Regions from separate parts of the Pan troglodytes genome. Here region 1 is linked to region 2. The links are chromatin contacts, called in public Hi-C maps. All regions are on one chromosome and are shown on one strand. Each heading gives the region's core, a stretch centred on a gene start, on an enhancer-like site or on the middle of the called end of the contact. The rest is flanking DNA. Distances are from core to core; before and after follow the strand shown.

The links. Hi-C and Micro-C count contacts between places; a contact is called where the count stands out from the background.
Region 1: a Hi-C map of stem cell-derived neural progenitor cells shows a contact between it and region 2, with 4 times the contacts expected there. The contact joins two enhancer-like sites. A contact is called at or near these places in 3 of 7 Hi-C or Micro-C datasets (blood, induced pluripotent stem cells and stem cell-derived neural progenitor cells).

What each region holds. Positions count from the first base shown.
Region 1 is chr5:10,885,700-10,890,370 of NHGRI_mPanTro3-v2.0_pri, reverse strand. All of the region lies in intron 2 of CDYL (chromodomain Y like), which reads right to left. Among named protein-coding and RNA genes, the nearest start is that of RPP40, 71 kb to the left of the region's middle. Within about 2 kb of position 2,565, at least 5 of the 24 cell types and tissues checked have an H3K27ac peak or open chromatin away from gene starts, as enhancers often do. A contact at or near this core is called in stem cell-derived neural progenitor cells, where this site is marked.
Region 2 is chr5:10,261,221-10,265,989 of NHGRI_mPanTro3-v2.0_pri, reverse strand. No RefSeq gene overlaps it. Among named protein-coding and RNA genes, the nearest start is that of ECI2, 180 kb to the right of the region's middle. Within about 2 kb of position 3,104, at least 2 of the 24 cell types and tissues checked have an H3K27ac peak or open chromatin away from gene starts, as enhancers often do. A contact at or near this core is called in stem cell-derived neural progenitor cells, where this site is marked.

The DNA.
Region 1 (4,671 bases), core at 1,316-3,815, 620 kb before region 2:
ATCCAATGTGGTGATGAATGTAGAGTGGATGGGGAAAAAAGGAATGAAATGTAAGAAAACTAGATCAGACTTTACTAGTAGCATTAGCAATGGCAGAAGTTCTCTGAGGGCGGAGCATGAAGAATTATGAATCAGAAATATTTCCTCCAAAGTGAAAGAGAATAAGCCAAAGCCACCAGAAAACTCATGAATGGACATTTCAGAGGAGCCAAATAACCTCCCTGGCAAAACAACCTGACTTTCATTCAACTGGTGGAAATAATATTTTAATTGCTAGAGGTTTTTTTTAAAATTATATTTTTGAAAAATTTAAAGAGGTTATAATACATACATATGGTTCAAAAACCTAAAAATAGAAAAGATATTAAGGTGAAAGCCCCCCACAGCCTGATCCTGTTTATACAGGATCCCCCCGCCCTCTTAGCCACTGGGGCTGGGTTCTCAGGGGCCCCTCCAGAGTATCTCCATGGATATACAAGAAAACATCAATACAGACTTCTCCACCACCCTGGCTTTTAAAAGCACAGATGGCAGTACGCTAGATGTAGTATAAGATGCTGTATCTTATACATTGTTGTCTTGCTTGTACATATGTAAGATATACACATTGTTACATCTCATGGTTATTCCTTCCACAATATCTTAGAATGGCTCCTCTATCAGAACATAGCTCCCTGTTCTTTCCTAAGGCTGCGTGGCAGGCGAGGCCCAAGGTAGGGATGCACTGTAATTCATTTTCCAGTTCACACTGCAATACGCACTACTATTTAGTGACTTGTCGATATGACCAAGAACACAGTGACACATAATCCTGACCTCTGTCATCCCAGTGCTGTCAAATCTCTACAAGCTTCCAAAGGACTTGTAGCCTGGAGTAGTTCTAACTGGAGACCACTGGGTCGGATGTTACCAGTCAGCAAAGGTGTTGCTGAGTCCTTCCCAGGGACTCAGGAAAGACTTTTTCTTTTAACCTCCATCCTCTACCCTACCAGATCCTTCTCCCATCTTTGTTTAAAAACGTTTGACAATCTCGTCTCCCCTCAGGAACCCTCTCTAATCTGTTCCTCCAGTCTCAGTCCCGTCACGGCCTCACCTGTCTGCACTTGCTGTCTTCACCTCTCCCTCTGTCCATCATTCTTCAACCCATTCAACTGGGACCCAGAGTCCACATGGCCAGGAACCTTCTGAGTCTAGAGAAATGGATGCTGGATGACTCTGAACATGTGAGCCTGGGGGAGCGGAAGAGGGGCTTCCACAGGGCAGCCTGGAGTTGCTGAGGGAGGAGGCGAGGGAGAGATGCTTGCTCCTCCAGGATGAGCATCCAGGTGGAGATGCGCATAGCCCAAAGTGCACATCTAGATCAGGGGAGGGAAGTCAGGGTTGGAGAGAGGTACTTGGGGTTGGTGCCAGAAATGGCTGAACTGACAGTATGAGCTCCCAGGGGAAGACTGAGACAGAGAGTGAGCCTGCTGAAGCCAGCTGGGAAGTGCTGGGGAGGGGCACAGGCAGAGCCAGGAGGCAGCAGAGAAGCAGGAAGGCAATAATAACTGGTTTCCTCAAAGGAAGGAGAGCAGGCCACAGCAGTGAGGCTGTGTCTGCAGGGGCAGGTGTTACAGAGGTGGAGGAGAATGCAGAAGAGGTGACGCAGGGAGAAATGAGAGGCCACTCGTAAGCATGGGCAATGCTTCACTATGGCGTGAAGAGTGGAAGCCAGACCACAGGACACAATGAAAGACAACTAAAAATCGATCAATAAAAACACACGTAGGCACAGCAGGAGTTGTTAAAAGTGCAGGTGAGATGACATTGCCACTTAGGTGACAGCCGACAGCAACGATTTCCCTGCCTAAAAAGAGACCACACCAGGAACAATGCTGTGCAGAGGCAGGCAGAGGCTACGTGACACGGTGCTGGCATGTTGGGACAGGAGACAGACGTGGAGACTCTGGGCATTCTCAGAAGAAGGGGGTTCCTTCGGACTACACATGCCAGCAGCTGGTAATGCCAAGTGAGAGCTCCTGGGTCTTTAAGAGTTCCTCAACCCGAGCTGGATTTTTCAATTGCTGCTATATCCAAGCACAAAAAGCAGCATCCTGGCAACACAGGGAAGGCTTGGTGCCATGGCCCAAATGCCTGTGTCTCACCCAAATTCCCGTGGGGAAATCCTCACCCACAAGGTGATGGTCTGAGGAGGTGGGGCCTTTGGGGGGTGATTAGGTCATGGGGGTGAGGCCCTCATGAATGGGATGAGTGCCCTTATAAATGAGGGCCGACACCCCCTGGCTCTTCTGCCCTGTGACGATGCAGCAAAAAGGTGCTATTTGTGAACCAGGAAGTGAGCCCTCAGCAGACCCTGAACCTGCTGGCACCCTGATCTTAGGGTTCTCTCCAGAATTATAAGGATAATTAACACAATAATTCTGTTGTGTATTTACAAGCCACCCAGTTGATGGTATTTTGTTAAGGCAGCCCAAATGGCTAAGAAACCTGCCTCCCACCAGGGCAAAGCTGGCTGGCTTCAGGTCCGCTCTCCCCACCTCTGGAATGCTCTTGCTTTCACTGTGTCTTTCCTTTCTCTACGTAAAGGTCACACATTCCTTAAACTCTCCCAGCAGTTTTCCTGGTGGCTTCCTTCCACCGAAGCAACATTTCCAGGCCATGGAGTCCATGCAGCCTTTTTACGTGAGTCTCAGAAACAGCTTCAGCATTTTCTTTGAGGCGACAGTGCCTACGAACTATCCGTGGTTCTGCTAACTTAAAAATGGATTCATTTTGGCTCACGCTGACCAAGACTACTGAACTTGGCCTTCAGACTCCTGAGTTAAAACTGTGTTGGCTCCTCGTGCCAGTGAGGTCCCTGCTCATTTCAGACTCTGTGATCTTGTTGGAGCTTCAGCGACCACACCCCACCCCAATGTAATTCCTGGCACTCCCTGTTACTCATCTGAGTAGGGCATGTGACACTGAACTTTGCACTATTTAGGTAGAGAAGTATTCACAGCAGGATCGAATCTTGGAGTCACAGGCTGCCCGCACTGACTAGGACCCTGATCATCACATATGCCCCCTACTCAAGACAATCATGCCACAGTGTTCTCACATCACCCGGGGTTCTCATGCCACCCAGGGTTGTGCCCATCTCAGGACCTTTGCATGTGTTCTTCCCTCTGCCTAGAACGCCTATGACCTGGAATTCAAATGGCCAGTTTCTTCTGCTCATCTGGACGGCAGCTCAAATTTCAGCATCTCAGACAAGCCTTCTTGGGCCTCCCATCCTAATGCTGGTCCCTCCCATCAGCACTTCATATCACCCTGGTTTGTTTCCTTCAAAGCACCCATGAAAGTTATTTCTTTCTCATTGTATTTTTATTTACAGTATCATCGATGTACTCCACCAAGCTGTGTAAGAGCAGGGTCCTCGCCTGTCTTATCCACCCATCCCCAGTGCATACAACACTCAGTACATGTTTACTCAGTGAACTCATGGAAAGGGTCTTCAAGTCTCTTTAGTCCAGATCCCTCAATTTAGAGACAAGTAGCTAAGTGACTGGCCAAGTGTCACACAGCTCATTACCTCAACCCAAGCCAGGGATGGTAAGCTCCACACTTCAGAGCAGAAGTAGCTGCTAATGACTAAACAAATGGTAAACACTGAGATTCAGGAAAAAACCGCCCCCCTCACCCCAAACTGTGGAAATTAGTGCGACTCCCCTGGAACGATGACTCTCATCGTTGACACAGGAGTACAAGTTGCCTCTGTGAACTGAGAGTTCCTTACGGATTTGGATTCAGAGTACCAAGGCTTTCCTAGGATTTATTAACATAACATTCGACTAGGAAAGAAACCTATTTTAGTATCTCTTGCAGTAATTGATTTTCTTTTAATATGTTCAAGAGCAAAAAGGATATCCTCAAATACACATGGCAAATCTGTTAAATATCACTGCTTCAAAAACTGCAAGTCTCTAACAATGACTTGTGACACCCTCTTCCCACCTAAAGAGAACAGCGTCTGTACTTCTTCACCTGCCACTGATAGCTAGGAAACTGAATAAAATACACATAACAACTGTTTGCAGGCACTGGACCACAGGCTGTGCAGGGCAATGTTCCCAGAGCGAAAGGAGACAAACATGGTGAGCCTAACAGTCCACCCGCCTTTCCACCGAAAGCAGCTGCCACAATGCAGGTGCAGGGATGGGAAACCCAGACATAGCTGGCAAAAATGCTGTCTTAGAACAGATGACTTGGGGGAGGCCCAGGAGGCTGTAATTTGTGAGACATGATATGGAAAAAGAGGAAGCTACATAGATAAAAAGTTCCAGAGAGCCTAGGGGATCCCTTTGAGTCTTTGCTGAACCAATCTGAGCATGCACAGGGAGAAATTCCACAAGGCTGGGCAGTGAACAACTTTTGAGGAAAGAACAATTACCAGAGACCTATAAACTGAATAATCTCAAGTCTGCCTAGGGCCGGAAGTCCTCATCAGCCAGAGCAGAGATCTCATCAAATACATGAGGCATTCAGTAGAGAGACCCCAGATCAGGCACATATCAGCAGTGGAACTAATCTAGCTCTAGAATAAAGAATACTTAAAATTTCACTAACAAAGCTTCAAAGTAAGCTGTGAAAGGATCAAACTGATATACAACTAACAATTTCCTGCCAGAA
Region 2 (4,769 bases), core at 1,855-4,354:
GTTAAAACATGAGCATTTCTCCACTCTTCTCCTCCCAGAGCTTATCCTCCTCCAACCCCCTTTATGACGTTTCTTACCACCTGGCTCCTGGGGCTCCCTGGTGCATTCACAGATGTGGCCCACATCACTGTGGCTCACTTTTCTAAGCCTGATCCCCGAGTAGATCAATGGATCTGTCTCAGGAAGAGTGATCCTTGGAGAGACACATAATGACTCCCTGCAAATGATTCTCCTATTTGAAACACAGCTCAAGCCAACTATCATTGCTTTAAAGGGGAGAATAAAAAGAAAGGCATGCTCACTTAGCATGTGAAATTGTCCTCTATCCTTTGACCTCCTCTGCCTGGCTGTGATATTGTAAGTTGATAGAATACCACCGCATTCCCCTTAGCCACAGAAAATAAAGGAAGGGGCTTCATCAAGAATAGCTTCAAGTGAGGGAGGGAATGATCAGGTTTGCTTTCAGGAGAATGGCTGCAGTGTGTTGGTGTGGAAGATGGATGCTACTCAGGAGACTAGAGTTAGGGAGCCCACTGTGGAGGCTACCGGCACAATGAAGGTGAGAGGAGATGGAGCCTGAACTAAAGCCACCTATGTGGGACTGACGTGAAACACGTGCCTGTAATAAATCCAGTGCATTGGTAATAGATTTGGGGGAGGGAATGGATTTGTTGATGCAAGAATTTAGGGAAATTTGAGTGTCTACATAAAATGACTGAAAATATTATGATCCAGGAAAGGTTAAGAGCTACTCATTTAAGAAAACTGACAAAGAAAAGAACCACTAACTGGGAGAGAGAATAGCCTTAGATTCTGTATGATGTTCTGCACCTTCTTTTTAAATTCCCCAGCTATTGATCTGGAATTTTATGTATAACTCTAGCACCTGCCAACAAACTCTAAGGTTAGCCTATGCAAGGAAATGAGGAGAAAGAGTGAAATAATTGTATTTAATGGTTTCTGGTTTGACTCTCTACATGGGGCTTGTGACCTTAGCTAAATTGAAGCCTTGGATGGCTATGAAGGGGACAATCATGAAGTTGGCCCTGACCCTTGCTTGTAGTTCTTTAAAGTCTTTATAGTAATGATTTTATTAAATAAATAGCTTTGCAAAGCCTGTACAATTATTGTTGTCATAATCATTAATGTAATTTATCAAATGGCAGAGACTACTGAAGCTTGCTTGGTTCCTTAAAAGGCATAGGGAATTGGTGGGAAATGCCAAAATCCTGAAACGGTTTTTCATTACAACGAAAGCGAACAATGAGGATATTGTTGTCAGATATCTCAATGAGGCAAATAAAGTATAGAAAGAAGAATTCCTCTTCTTTTAAAAATAACATTTCTTCTGATTGTAAAAATAACCCATAGGCATTGGAAAAGCTGTAAAAATGTAAAAACAGCAAAAACAAGTAAATAAATGCCAACCATATCCCAACAGCCATACATAATTATTATAAACATTTTGATGTATTTTTCATCTTTCTTCTAAAAATATTTTTTGTATAATTGGGAGTAATATTGTATTGTACATAACATTTTTGTATCCTAAGATTTTTTTCACTTAGTATTATAATTATGATCTTTCCTACCATCATTACTTTTCAAAAACATGATTGTAATAGCTATTTTTCCTTCTTTATAAGTGCTCCTTCAGTAGATATATTGTGATGAGTATAAAATATGTTTCTTATGTTCTCAAGATATAGCATTAGTTTTATGTTTAAATGCAATCATAGGAACTGGGCCTTTCTATTGCCTTCTTGTCTCTTTTGTGTAGATCTTTCAGTAGAAGCTCTCTTAAATGACCTTCGCTTAGCTGACTCTCCAGATTAACTGACTGACCTTCTGTTTACTCTATTTTTTCATGACCATGCTGAATCCCTATAGCCCAGTAGTCTACTGTGATACACTGATATACTTTTGCTCTTCCTATTTTATTTGTATGCTTACCAAGAGTTGATTGGGTTTGTTCCCAACCTGTTTCTGCCACCTGTACATATTATAATGATTACGCAATTTAATTATATACTTCACCAACCTATAAAATCTCAGGGTTAAAAGAGTGTAATTTCCATGAACATAAAGTAGAATCCTTCAGAAACAGTCTATAAAGAAAAGTCACTTAAGATATTTTTACTGACAAATAATTGTTTACAAAAATCAATCATTTCTATATACTAGGAATTATAATTTGAAACTGAATGTTAAAAAAACAGCATTTATGATTGTTCACAGGATCTATATGCTGAAAACTATGAAACAGATGAAAGAAATCAAAGAAATCAAAGATCTAGATAAAAGCAGAGATACACAATGTTCATTGATTGGAAAACTCAACATAGTAAGAATGAAAATTTTCCCCAAACACATCTATAAATTTACTGCAATTCCAATAAAAAGTTCAGCCATATATGTACACATGCTGATTCTAAATTTCAGGTGAAAAGGAAAAGGAATTAGGATAGCTAAAACAATTTTTGAACAAAAAGAATAAAGTTGGATTAATAACACTACTAAAGTAATCAAGATAGTATAATAGGACTTTTGATTTCAAAATGGCAGAGTAAAAGCAAGCTGGTTTCACTCTCCCCACAAAAACCAAAAACAAATACACAGTACTGAGATTATTGCCAGCAATATCCCAGAACTCAAATATCAGAATGAGACAGTTCCCAGGGCAACAGAGCTGTGAAATCACTCGGGGCAGATAGTAAAAGGACTACCGTATCCATGACACCCCTCCCTCCAAGTCTGCCTGGCACAGCACCAAGCATGAGAAAAATTTCTCCCTGACTCACAGTTTCTACACTGGAAAAAGTGAGACCGAGGTGCACAACCAGCTTCTTTACCAACTTGGGCTCCCTACTACAACAGTCCCTGTCTCAACCCATGGGAAGCATCAGGAGTGCCTGAAAGGAGAAATAACCCTGATTACAGCCAGTGACAAAGGTGGGGGGGTATTACCATTCCCAGACCCTGAAGCTTTACTATGTAACTAGGCCAAAGGAAATGCCAAATTAGCGTGGCTGTCCAGCAGCACTACACTGTGGAAGGTTTGTTCCACAGGTCCCCTGGGCATAAACTCCTAGCCAGCCTTCCCACACTACCAGGATGTCCCCTTTGAGATCTCTCCCATTTGGAATGGGCAGCACTCTGGTTGTTTACTACAACTGAGGCAACCCTGGGCTTAAGGCACCATCTAGTGCCAAAAAAGAGGCAATAACATCATTGGGGGAAAAAAAAGATAATCTACAATTAAATTACAAAGAATTTCTAGGAAAACTTATCCAATAAAACCCAAAACAATCCAGGCAGAGAAGACTGAAATAAATAATCCTTCAATGCAAAGATGTAAATGTACATCTACAAAAAACAACAGCAAATGGGGAACCATGACCTCCCCAAATGAACAAAACAATAAACCAGTAACTGACCCTAATGAAACTGCAATATGTATGCTCTCAGATCAAAAACTGAAAATAGCAGTTTTAAGAATACTCAGAAATCTCTAAGATAACACAGAAAAGCAATTGAGAAATTTATCAGAGAAATGTAACAAAAAGATTGAAATAATTAAAAAATCAAACAGAAATCATGGAACTGAGAAATACATTTGCTGAATTAAAAAATGCAACAGACTCTCAACAGCAGAACGGTGATATCAAGCAGAGGAAAGAATCAGTTAAGTTGAAGATAGGCTTTTTGAAAATGCACAGAAAAGAAAAAAAATGAAAAGAAACAAAGATCACCTAAAAGATATAAAAAAATTACCTTAAAAAACAAAATTTAAGAATTAATGGTGATCAAAACAGAGTTGAGTAAGAACAAGGGATAGAAGGTTTATTCAAAGGCATAATAACAAAACTTTTAACACTTGAGGAAAAATAAATAACCAGGTACAGAAAGGTCAGAAAACACCAGGCAGATTCAACTCAAATGAGACTACCCCTAGAATAAAATGTTCTACCCCTAATCAAATGTTCAAGAATAAAAAATAAGTAGAGAATCTTAAAAGCAGCAAGAGAAAAGAAGCAAATAACATATAAAGGAGCTCCAATTGATCAGCCAACAGACCTTTCAATGGAAATCCTACAGGCCAGGAGGGAGTAGAATGACATTTTCAAACTTCTGAAAGAAAAAAAAAGACTGTCATCCAAGAATACTATATCCAACAGAGCTATCCTTCTAATATGAAGCAGAGAAGTCTTTCCCAAACAACAAAAGCTGTGAGAATTTGTCACCAGACCCATCTGACAAAAAATGCTAAAGAGAGCTCTTCAAACTGAAAGAAAAAAATACTAACATGCAAAAACAAACAAACAAAAAAGTGTAAAGATATAAAACCCACTGGTAAAATTAAGTACATGACAAACCCAGAATACTCTAATACTGTAATTGTGTTGTGCAATCTACTCATAACTCCAGTAAGAAATCTATTAAAAACAATAATACCTACATCAACCTGCTAAAAGATAGACCACCAAACAATTGTTTTGCATTTATTTCTGGGTCCTCTATTCTTTACCATTGGTCTATGTGTCTGTTTTTATTTCATTACTGTGCTGTTTCAGTTAGTATAACTTTGTAGTATATTTTGAAGTCAGGTAGTGTGATCCCTCCACCTTTGCTCTTTTTGCTCAGATTGCTTTGGTTACCTGGAGTATTTTGTGATTCCAAACAAATTTTAGGATTACTTTTTCTGTTTCTGTAATGAATGTCATTGGCATTTTGATAGGGATTGAATTGAATCTGTACATTGTTTTGGG